Regions from separate parts of the Mus musculus genome. Here regions 1 and 3 are each linked to region 2. The links are chromatin contacts, called in public promoter capture Hi-C maps. All regions are on one chromosome and are shown on one strand. Each heading gives the region's core, a stretch centred on a gene start, on an enhancer-like site or on the middle of the called end of the contact. The rest is flanking DNA. Distances are from core to core; before and after follow the strand shown. Region 1 holds the start of Nup43 (nucleoporin 43). Region 2 holds the start of Zc3h12d (zinc finger CCCH type containing 12D). Region 3 has its middle 31 kb from the start of Gm30820.

Region 1 (4,193 bases), core at 1,337-3,836, 160 kb before region 2:
TAATAACTCTCACATCATGACTCCTTTTAAAGAAACAGCCAACACAGTTTGGAACTCCTATAATATAAAGGAGAATAGCAATACTGATAAGTCTTTCCTCTTGTATTGTAGAACTTACATCCTAGTCATGGAAATCTGATTAGAACACCACTGGGCTGGGGTGTGGCAGAGGTCTTGCCTAACTAGTGGAAGATCTTAGGTTCCCTCTTGCACACCATTAACAACAAACAGCAGAAAAAAAAAGAAAAAATAAATAACTGTGAGTGCCATTAATGACCTAGATAGTAGTGCTACTGGGTTTAGCTAGAACAACGCAGACTGCAGCCATCAGGAAAAGGTACACATGGGTACTGAGCCTTGAAGGGTGGACAAGATTATGCAAAATAGGAGTGGAGGAATATCATAGGAGTTACCAAGAGCACAGACATACCGTAGGAATGGGAAGTTGCCGAGTGACACAGTTCTCAGCAAACTCATTGTTAATTATGTGTCTAAATGAACTCACCAGGTTGACAAAGCAAGAAAAAAAGCCGAACGGCCTGGAGAGATGGGTCAGCAGTAGAGAGCATTGATTGCTCTTCCAGAGGATACTGGGTTCAATTCCCAGCACCCACGTGGTGGCTGACAATCCTTTGTAACCCTAGTTCCAGGGGGAATCCTAGACCCTCTTTTTACCTTCTTGAGCACCAGGCTAGCGTGTGGTGCACACATGTATGTGCAGGCAAACATTCATACACATAAATCTTTGTGAAGATAAAACTAGAGTTCCAAATTCTAATTCCAGACTCCTCCTACTGTTGTGAGTCAACTTTGAATCAGAAGAGGAAGATATTAATTTGGTACCTTAATGAAAATACTTCCAGGGTAATTTAAGGGTCCTTTTTCTTGTTACTAGAGGTATGACTCAGGACCTATAATTTTAATGCGGAACTACACACCCAGTCCTAGCTGAGGAGGCTGAAAGTTTTTATACGTTTATTTTATGCATATGGGTGTTTTGTTTTGTTTTTGAGACAGAGTCTTACTATGTAGCTCTGGCTGGCCTGGAACTTACAGAGATCTGCCTGTGTCTCCAGAGTGATGAGATTAAAGGCATGTGTCACCGTTCCCGGTAATGTCTTTGCCTGCATGTATGTATGTGCACCTTATGTGTACCAATGGATGGTTGTGAGCCACTGGTGATGTAGATGCTGGGAACTGAACCAATCCAGGCCCTGTGGAAGAAACAAGTGCTGTTAGTGGTTAAGCAATCCTTCCAGCCCTAAGGGTTTTTAAAGTGTTTTTTTTTTGTTTTTGTTTTTTTTTTTTTTTTTTTTTTTTTATGTTCAGTGAAGTACAACGAAGGGCATAGACTGGCACAAGATATATCCCCCTGCATTCTTTTTTAATTTTTACTCTTAGATTTTTCTCTGTCAGGGCGAGAGAGATGGCTCGCAGTTAAAACGTATTTGCTGTTCTTGCAGAGAGCTAGAGTTGGCTTCTCGGCACTCACAAGGGTATGGCCCCACCTGCCTCTAACTCCACTCTAGGACATTCAGGTCTTCAGGCACCAGGCCTCACATGCACATATACACATGCAAATACATACATACATATGAATAATTAAAATACTAAGAAGAAAGCTGTGTTTAAAGGCTGGAGACATGTTGCTCCGCCAGGGGACCTGAGGTCATTTCCCAGCACACACAAGGCAGGTCATAACTTTGTGTAACTCAAGTTATAGGGACTTCAGTCCCCTCTGTTGGCCTTACCACTAGGCATAAACACACGCAGCACACACACATACATATGTGCAAACAAAACATTCATACACATAAAATAAGATTTTAGAATCTCTTCTAAAAAATTAAAAATAATTTTTAAAAAAATTAGTTATCAAAGAATATTAAAGGTAATTGTTTCCTGAGTTCTAAATCTGTAATGATTTTATTGTTTTGGTGGTTGATAATTGCATAAAATATATTTGATGATAAAATAAATATATACTAGATAGTAAAAGTATAAAATCCAATATGGAGCTACACAGCTTCGGAATGACTATGCTAAAAGTACAAAAGTACATTGGGCTGTTTAGTCTTTGGGGTCAGATTAATTTTGGTTTTTGTTGTTGTTTGCAACATTTTATAATAAAGTTCATTTAAAAGAACAAAAACCCTAATTTTGTAAAGAAAATTCTTCTAGAATTACATACACAGCTATTGCACAAATATATTTTCAGTGTTCCTAGACTGACTTGGCATTAGAAGTGTATCTTTTTTGTTTTGTTCTTGTTTTTTCGAGACAGGGTTTCTCTGTGTAGCCCTGGCTGTCCTGGAACTCACTCTGTAGACCAGGTTGGCTTCGAACTCAGAAATCCGCCTGCCTCTGCCTCCCGAGTTCTGGGATTAAAGGCGTGCGCTACCACGCCGGGCAGAAGTGTATCTTGTTGCCAAAGGGTTTGGGTTTTTGTTCAGAGCTGCCGACATGAAAGAACATCTCAAATTCTTTCAGCCCAAGGGCTGGCGTGTGCTCCTGCTGACGAGAATTGGCTGTCTGCAGCCACCGTCTCCTTCAGGAGGTCTCATCCAATCAGAACTGCGCAGGAAGGGGCGGGCCTGAGGAGCGCGCAGTGTGCTTTCTGCTGAACCTTCTTGCTGGTTTCAGCATGGAGGAAATTTATGCTAAGTTCGTGTCTCAGAAAATTAGCAAAACCCGCTGGCGGCCAGTGCCTTCCGGGAGCCTGCAGACCACAGAGACCTTTGCCACGGGCTCTTGGGACAATGAGGTACCGGGTTTGGGCGGGCCCCGGCTGCTCTGCTCCACGCCCCCCGCGCTGGCGCGCGAAAGCGGGCTTGCTGGTCTGGTTTAGCTGCCCGCTACTTGAGAGCCCTGGTGGTGTGTCTGAGCCTGGGATCTGGTTTTAAACCCTCACCAAGTCTGTAGTCATACCGTCCAAACTTGGCCATATCTCTGATCTTTTCAACTCTTAACCATATCGTTTGTCTGAGATGCTATTGAAGCAAGGTCGCCCGAAAGGCAATCTGAATCTGACTTTCCTAGAGTTGATGTTTTCGTCACCTCAAGCTAAAACTGTCTGCTTTGCAGGAAAATTGCGTTTCACTGTGGTCTATTGGAGATTTTGGAAACTTGGATTCTGACGGAGGGTTTGAAGGAGACCATCAGTTACTGTGCGATATTAGACATCATGGGGATGTCATGGATTTACAGGTAAATCTGATTGTCTGCCAAAGCTAATTTAGGAAATTTGAGACTATTTAGAGGTAACAAGGCACCTTATAGTTTGTCTACCCTTACCCCTGATTTACAGCACTAATCTCTATGAATTTAAATTTGCCATGCCATCATATTAGGCACTTAGTCTCAGAAGTGGGGCTGGGAAATGGAATTCAGGTAAATCAGTTTGAAAATGAATTGCCCAAACCGGGCATGGTGGTACAAGCCTCTAATTCCAGTTCTTGGGATGCAGAGGCAGGAGGGATCTCAAAGCTAGTCAGGGCTACATATACATAGCAAGACCTTATCTTAAATAACAATATTTGTCCATCTATGTGCCAAACGATGTTTGGTAAGTTTTATACAGGTATGTTAATTTAGACTACATGTCTGTGAGTCAGGTTTATCATTTCATGTTGGGATGAAGATAATCTCAGCACTTATGAGAGCTAGGCAAGAACTCTCTGCTTTGAGTGTCTGTATCCCCACCCTCAAGTAAGACTCACTGCTTCGCTGATCAGATGGATGGACAGGGTCTTTTGAACATACATGGTAAATATCGTGTGGGATTATTCTTATGTCATTCTTTAACAACTTGGTAGAAATTAGCGTTTATATTAGTCCCAGCTACTTAGGAAACTGAGACAACAGGAGGTCAAGATGAGTTTGGGCATCAGAGACAAACCCACACACACATAAGCACACCCCAATCCAAAAAAAAAAAATCGTGCTGGGCGGGGTGGCGCAGGCCTTTAATCCCAGCACTTGGGAGGCAGAGGCAGGATTTCTGAGTTCAAGGCCAGCCTGGTCTACAGAGTGAGTTCCAGGACAGCCAGGGCTATACAGTGAAACCCTTTCTCAAAAAACCAAAAAAAAAAAAAGTATGGGGGCTGGTGAGATGGCTCAGTGGGTAAGAGCACCTGACTGTTCTTCCGAAGGTCCAGAGTTCAAATCCCAGCAACCACATGGTGGCTCACAAC
Region 2 (3,699 bases), core at 62-2,561:
TCAAGGGACAGCTTGCAGGAATGGGTTCTCTTCTTCCACATGTAGGTCCTAGGTATCACAGGTTATCAGCCTCGGCCATGGGTGCCTCTACCTGCTAAGGCATCTCAATGGCCTATAAATCAAGATTTTTATATCCCATATCCCCGGTCCATCTTAATAATCTTCCCAGAGCTTCTGAGACCTGTTGTCTTAGACCTAAGCTCTCAAGGCTAGGTGTGGTAGTTCACACCTTTAATCTCAGCACTGGGAGGCCGAGGTAGGAGGACTGAGTTCAAGGCTAGCCTAGGTATAGCATGCTCAAGGATGGCCTAGAATACATACAAAGACGGTGTTTCAAAAAACATAAATGACCCAGTGGGTAAGAGTGTTTGCTGTGCAAGCAGTAAAGAGAGCCGCCGAGCCCTTTTTCCTCCTGATTAGAAATCAGGAGGACCTGATTTCTAATCTCCATCACCCAGGAGAAAGCCAGGGCATTCTTGCTTCCTCAGACCCAAGTCCCGGGTTCAAAACTCAGCTTAACTCCTTAGCTATATCCTTGAAGAAGTCTTTGTTAGGGGTGTTATCTGGTGGGAGGTGGGCTGCTATACCTTTTTTTTTTTTTTTTTTTTTTTTTTTTGCATTGCTATGAAAGACCCCAAATTCAGGAAACAGAATTCTGAGTCTGCTCTCTGTACTTGCTCTATGTATAGCGGCTGAATGGTGCATTGTGTAGGCCTGGGATCAGATGTGAGCTCCTCAGTTAGAGAAAGCTGTCACTCACTCCATGTAGGACTGCAGTAAAGAGAGCCGCTGAGCCCTTTTTCCACAGGGGGTCATTACTTCTTGAGACTCCTGGCTTTGTGGGTGACGGGCAGAATCCTCTCAGCCCAAGTTCCATGAACAACTTGAGGCGGTCTTTGCCCTTCCCGCTTCCCTTTGACAGTCTATGGTCTTCTTCAGCTGAGCATCGACTTCCCCTAGAGCATCTTCAAGCAGATGGGCTTCCCAGCCACCAGGAGTGGGAACTTAGCAGCTCTTCTCACCCTCCGATTCCATTCGCGGTGCTTTTGCCCTCTTGGACTCCTGGCTGTCCCGGGAGGAGGCGCGTTTGTTTTGCACGGTTGCTGTACTTTGCTTTGACTGGGGCGGAGGCGTGAACTTCCTACCTCTCACTGCCTTCTTCCTTTTCTCTTTAACACAAAGTGTAAGTACCTTTTGCAGCTGAACGTGCCTTGCGCAGGAAGTGGAGCGCAGGCTTGGATCAGCTTCTAGCAGGGGTGTGGCCTGGGCGCTGGCCCTCCTCTGACTCCAGCAACTCCTGAGGGACTGAGCAGAGCACTCCCTAGCTGAAAAGAGAGGGGCACTGGGAAGGCTCAGGCAGCTGGGCCAAGTCTGCTGTGAGAGCCCGAGGGACACACCCTGCTGGTGAGTGCTTGTGCCCTGCTATCAATTAACGTGGCAGGCACAGTACAGACTTCAGTCAAGGGCATGGGAGAAGGGCATGTTAGAGACAGGTGTGTGAGCCAGGACTGCCCTCAACACCCTGGCTTCTCACACCTGAGACGTTCTGTTAGGTGTTCAAATTACGGAAATACGGTAAGCATCATTAACTGCCTTTAGATGCAGGGTCTGCTCAGTTTTATCAAGGATCATTCTGTGTGACGGGGGAGGACGGGGGTTAATCCAGCCAATTGAAGTAAACCTCCCATCTGCGGGCTTCGTAGCAACGTTGAATGCTGTGGCGTTCAGGAGTGGACATTGCTTTATTCTTTCCAGGCTCACTAAAGTGTCTACCAGTCTAGACAGTGGCTCGGCGGGGTCTACTTTCCTGGCTGGAGAGAGATCAGGAGTTTTGGCAGCAGCCTCAAGACTGATGAAGAGATTGATTGGTCTTAGCCTGATATGGCTAATTCTTTGCAGAACTAGAAACCCAAGCTTTGTCACCCAAGATTAGGGAGTTTTCTCCCAGGCCTGATGATGCTAATATGGACCTGGCCTAAGGATAGGTCTATGGCCCATGGCTCTAAATGCTTCAAGCATGCCTGTAAGTTACCTATAGCAGCAGAGAAGGATGGGGGTGGCAGGGAGTAAGTCTGAGGAGAAAACAAAAGTCCAGGCCAGAACATGTTCATAACAGTTTGAGTGACAGTAGCCAAGAGACAGAAGCAGCCAAAGTAGCCCCTGTGAGTGAACACACACACATATGGATTATGATTCATAATCCACATGGGTTGTGATTCTGCCTCAAACAAAAGGGAAATTTGGACACAACACGGTAGGAGCTTGAGGTTGTTGAGCTAAGTAGAATGAATAGTGTCAGAGGATACATGTTGTGCGATCCCACTCCTGTGGGCCAGATTCCTGGACACAGCAGAAAGATGGCTACTAGCTAGGGCAGGGCAGGGCTTGGGGGCTCAGGAGGATGGATTTCAAGGGATGGAGAGTTCTGGAGATGGGTGAGCAAAGTGTAGACTACTCACCCATACAGGTGAGCTTAGAGATGGTTAAAATGGGGCCTTGTGCAAGCCAGGCAAGCACCCTGCTACTAAGATACAGGCCTAGCCCTCTGCAATAAGTTTTTAAATTACAAATTCTCTTTTAAAAAGGCAGAAGTGAGCAGGCTTAAAAAAAAAAAATCAGCCCTGTGGGATGAAATCTTAGAGTCTCTGTGACTTCCTCAAACTCTGACAAAACCAAACCAAAACAAATCTGACTGGTAGCTAGCCCCACTTGGGACTGGAAGTCTGTGCTGACCACCAAACTTCGTGGCGTTGTTGAGAAGCTAAGACCAGGCTGACCGTCTCCTCACTGCTGTGATTGACTTCAAGTGGCCTGTGGACCAGGACTGGGTGCCTAATGAGTAGTCTGGGGGCTTAGTGCTGTGGGTTTGCACTACAGGTGGCCACTGGAGGGGGCTCTCTGGTCTGGATGACAAATATCACTATCTAGTAGCACCCTGGCCAAGTCACCAAAGGCTCTTTCCCTCGGTTTCCTCACATAAACCTCGGTGCGAGGAGCAGGCTCGCACTTTCCCCTTCAAAAGGAGGCTAAGTTTTCCACAGTGTAGGAGGCAGCCCCTCATGATAGGCAGTGCTGTGCACAGGGGGCTGCTGTTTCTCCACCTTTATCCTTCACTTTTTCTCCTGTTTCAGTCTCTCCTCAATTTCTCCAGAGGCTCTTCCAGGCAAAGAGGGCAGGCTTTCAGCTTGGGGAGTCGTCAAACCTGGGTTTGCTGCTTTTAGAAGGGACACGGGACAGTTGTGTCTGCCATCAAGGGACACGGGACAGTTGTGTCTGCCATCAGTCCTAAAGAAGAGAGGGTTGGGATGCTGACCCTTCTGAGGTCTCATGATGAAATCTGTAAGATTTCGTCACTGATCTTCTGGGCTATCTGGGACTTCCAGTCAAGACTGAGGAAGAAAACTTAGACGAAGCTGTTCAGACTCTAAGATTTTTAAAAATAACAAGGTCACACTTAAGCAGCTGAGAACTAACAGCTCAAAGACGAGCTCGTCAAAGTGAAGAGGCTTGAGAGCAGGCCCCTACCCACTCCTGCTTCCTCCCTTATTTAGAAATCATGTGTCTTAAAAGGAACTAAAGTTACTGTTCGGGTCCCCAGGGAGAATTATTTTCTGAAGTAGGTGAATTCTCTGTTAGTTTTGTAACTAACAGCTGTCTAAAAACAGCTGTCTGGTGGCACACGTACCTTTTGAAAGTCTT
Region 3 (3,655 bases), core at 268-2,767, 180 kb after region 2:
AGATAAATACTAATGAAATATTTGAAAACTTAATTTGTTGTGTGTATGATGTATGTATGTATGTGTGTATGATGTATGTATGTATGTGTATATGTATGCATATTGTATGTATAATGTATGTATGTGTGTGTGTGTGTAAGTGTGGATGTGCATGTATTGAAGGTGAGGACGGAAACTAAAGGTTGCCCTGTAAAAGAGATAGGGTTTCCCTTTCTTTGTGTGTTGCCACATAAGCTAAGCTGGCCCCTCCAGGGACTCTCCTGTCTCCACCTCCATCTCACAACAGGAGAACTGGTATTACAGATGTGCACAGCTGCATTCACTGAGCCATCTCTGAATCCCATTATGGAATATTTTTAAAGATCAAAAGTAGTGTGGGAATTTTCACGATGAGCAAAGCACAAACACTTGAACATTAAACTTATTTTGAAAGACAAAAACTTTTGCCATGGTTGCCTGACTCTGTCAACTTCCTAGGACTGCCACATTCAGGTTTAGGAGAAGCATAGAGAATACTTGTCCCGAGTTTGCTGTTTGTGCTCTCTTACATTTATAGCTCAAGTATCTGACAGTCCTGGAAGTCTCTGTGATATTTAATAGGAACAATCTCAAGCAAATCCTGTCATGAATTAAGCTTCCTTGAGATGTTTTCAGAAAAAAAAAAAGAAACAAGAAAAATAAAACAAGAAAAGAAAATTGAGTTTCATTCAATGGTTAGCTTAAGAGCGCCTACAAGTTCCAGGAAAATTAGAGTTTGTAAGGTAGTACAAGTGTTTTTATAGTAGCGAGGCCGAATTTCATAATGCTTTTAGATTTTTTAAATCCAGTACTTGTTTTGACAAAGTCCAGTGAAAGTCTTTTTGGAGCGGCCACAAATCATGCCATGGGTGCTTAACTTTTTATAACTGAGATCGGTGTAGGAATTCGAGAGCATCCGTTTGTGTTGGGAGACTGTCCTCCTGTCTCATTTGGTGAGTGATCTGGTAATCCTGCGGCTGAGGAGTTTGGCAACAAGAAAGTCTTCAAAGTGCCTAGGACTCCTGTGTGGGGCTGCTCTATGTCCGTGACTGTTGCAGGATTAGACCCAGGATGATTTTCAAGCAAACCGAGAGGAAAACATGACTGGATCCCAAATCCTGTCATTTAAAGTGAGAATTCTTCCTTTAGTGTGAAATGCTAGGGCCACGAGTTATTTTTCCAACTGGGACTCACTCTGAGTCATGAGGGGCAAAACTACCGTCTACTTCATTTGACACCTTTCCCTCAGCCCATGCACCTAGAAACTTACAGGATGAGGGGCTAGAGAAGTGACCAGCAACAAACCGAGCAGACACCTGTGTTCTGTAGTGCAGAATGAGAAGTGACCAACACTCATCTGTTAGTTTTACAGTGGCCCCTATGATGACCTGCTGTGGAGCCTGTCCCCACTTACAGTCACTCAGAGTTGAGTAAGGGACAGAAAGACTGTCAACAGGAAGAGGGAGGGGATCAACTCACAGTGATCTGCACATCCAGGGGGTTTGCAGGGAAACAGGAACAGAAACCAAAATGTCAGAAAAACTGAGAACAGGAGACCTCATGAGAACAGGAGACCTCATGCCATTTGAATATTAGTGTGAGCAAATGAGGTTTCTCAGGAGAGTCAACAACAACAACAAAAGCATCAGCTTCAGGAACCTCTGTGGCAATGTGGCAATGTGGCAATGTGGCAAACTCTTACTATTGCTGCTAAGTGGGCTGGTTTTGTTTTTTGTTTTTGTTTGGTGGAACATTGGCTACTTGTCCTATTGCTGAGACCAAAAGCTTGACAAGAAGGTCTAAGGGAGGATTTGCTTCAGCTCACAGTTTGAAGGTCCAACCCATTATAGTGAGGATGGCTTAGGTAAGAAGGGGTCCTGGCTGTGGCAGTGGATTCGTGAGTCCGCCTTTGCACATTTCAATGGGCCAGGAGGCAGAATATAAGGTATGATGGCATCCATGGGCTTTCTCCTTTCCCCTTATATCCCATCCATGCTCCAGCCCACTGGAAGATGCCACCCAGAAGCATGGTGGACCTTTCTTTTTTCAGTGGCTTCTCTCTAGAAAGACCTACACAGACACATCCAGAGATGTGACTCCATCGTACTTCCAAGTAGCCACTGAAGGTCAACTATCACTGTTGGGGAATGTAATTTCCTGAGAATAATCACGACTGGGGCAAATCTACAGCAAAAGAAGGAAAAAGCTGAAGCAAAGTCCATCATGCTGTTTAGAAAAGTTTAGAAGCTCTACTTCTTCAAAAATGCCTCCCTCAAAACCTATGTTATATCGTCTTAAGAGATGTAATTATGACACTTCCTTGATTTAAGAAAGTTTGGTGCATTTTCATTGCTACAAACCCAAGCTTAGACTTCCCAGTATGCCATAAAATGCCCCTTAAAATCTGGCTCCACCTACTCCCACTCAACATCCATGAATAATAAATGTTTCCTGAGCTCCTAGTCTTTTCCCTTATGGATCTGAAGGGTGCACGAAAGCCCCACCCTGCCCTGTCTCCATACTGTGCCATCTCAGGTCCTTTGTCATTTCCACTTCATCTCTTTCTCTTGCTCATTGATTATGTTGCCTCTGTCTATAGTGTACTTCCTGCTCTTTGAGAGAGAACACATCCTTAAGGACCCCGTTCATGTTAGCTCAGCACCAACGTCTTCCCTCAGCGTCCAAGTAGAAACAGTTGATTCTTTTCTCTGTACGAACAGCTCAGAGTGGGTAGTTCAGAGAGATGTACTCCCGTTCTTCAGCAAAAATTTAACGTTACTTCCCCTCTTTGTGTGCTTGTATGGGTGGGCGAGGGGAAGTGCGGAGAGGGTTATCAGATACCTGAAGGTGCGTAGAAAGACAGAGGCTGAGAAGAGGGGGATACTAGTGCTCCTTTGGCAAGGGGGAGAGGATGCTGGAGACCCCAGACACAGACACATGGCTGAAGTACAGTTGTGTGTGTTGGGGGTGGGGAGTAGTCCAGCAGTCTCATCAGGATGTCTCATATCTTTTACAGCAGGTCTTGAGAAAATTCCTGACTTAGCTCACTGACAGCTTTCATTTCCCCGGAGGGTCACAGAAGGAATTAGGGAAATTGCAACCTTCTGTAAATTTTAATGAGCAAGGTGGAATTTGTGTGAGCATAGTGTTCCTTACGAGCACCTTGGCAGAAAGTGTGATAGCTGGTAAGGGAAACTCAGACACATACAATTTTCATAAACTCTTGTGGAATGTTGACTTAAAATACAAGGAAAGGCAAACAGGATTCGGAGGCTCAGAATTTGAGAAGAGAAAGCCTTCACGTGACCTGGCGACCTCTGAACTGACTTTGTAAGTTCAACAGATCTGACTGACTGAACGTAAGAGATCCCTCCCCAAAACAGCTCTCTGATAAGCTCTAGGTCTGAAGAGAGGTCCTGGGACTGGTAAGAGGATCATGTGACCAAGATGAAGCTGAGTAAGGAGCTTGGTAGGCTTAAGAATCTCTATAGAGACCAGATACCTACAATGCACTGGGGCAGGAAAAACCAGGCAACAAGCATAGATGCTTACAGTCCCTTTCAGCCAGATCAAAAGTGCATGTTTGGGAGACTAAGAGAGCCCATGAGAACATGAGAATCCTCCTATATACAGGGAA

Evidence for each region. Promoter capture Hi-C pulls out the DNA fragments that hold promoters and counts their contacts.
Region 1: a contact with region 2 is called in a promoter capture Hi-C map of macrophages, with 5 read pairs. The contact joins the promoter of Nup43 here to the promoter of Zc3h12d in region 2. A contact is called at or near these places in 2 of 39 promoter capture datasets (cranial neural crest and macrophages), 4 of 115 datasets of contacts at active chromatin or transcription factors (the 230-238 cell line, effector CD8 T cells, embryonic stem cells and 1 more) and 3 of 9 other capture datasets (adipose tissue, liver and pancreatic islet).
Region 3: a contact with region 2 is called in a promoter capture Hi-C map of neutrophils, with 2.1 times the contacts expected there. The contact joins the enhancer-like site here to the promoter of Zc3h12d in region 2. A contact is called at or near these places in 7 of 39 promoter capture datasets (the 3T3-L1 cell line, the C10 cell line, embryonic stem cells and 3 more), 1 of 115 datasets of contacts at active chromatin or transcription factors (CD8 T cells) and 1 of 9 other capture datasets (embryonic stem cells).

Annotation. Positions count from the first base shown.
Region 1 is chr10:7,664,918-7,669,110 of GRCm38.p6, forward strand. It overlaps Nup43 (nucleoporin 43), which reads left to right and starts at 2,587. Exons shown (of 8, transcript NM_145706.2): 1 at 2,587-2,764; 2 at 3,085-3,207. The coding sequence starts at 2,645. It also overlaps a transcript of Pcmt1 not described here.
Region 2 is chr10:7,831,159-7,834,857 of GRCm38.p6, forward strand. It overlaps Zc3h12d (zinc finger CCCH type containing 12D), which reads left to right and starts at 1,312. Exons shown (of 6, transcript NM_172785.3): 1 at 1,312-1,404.
Region 3 is chr10:8,008,569-8,012,223 of GRCm38.p6, forward strand. No RefSeq gene overlaps it. Among named protein-coding and RNA genes, the nearest start is that of Gm30820, 31 kb to the left of the region's middle. Within about 2 kb of position 1,518, at least 31 of the 459 cell types and tissues checked have an H3K27ac peak or open chromatin away from gene starts, as enhancers often do. A contact at or near this core is called in neutrophils, where this site is marked.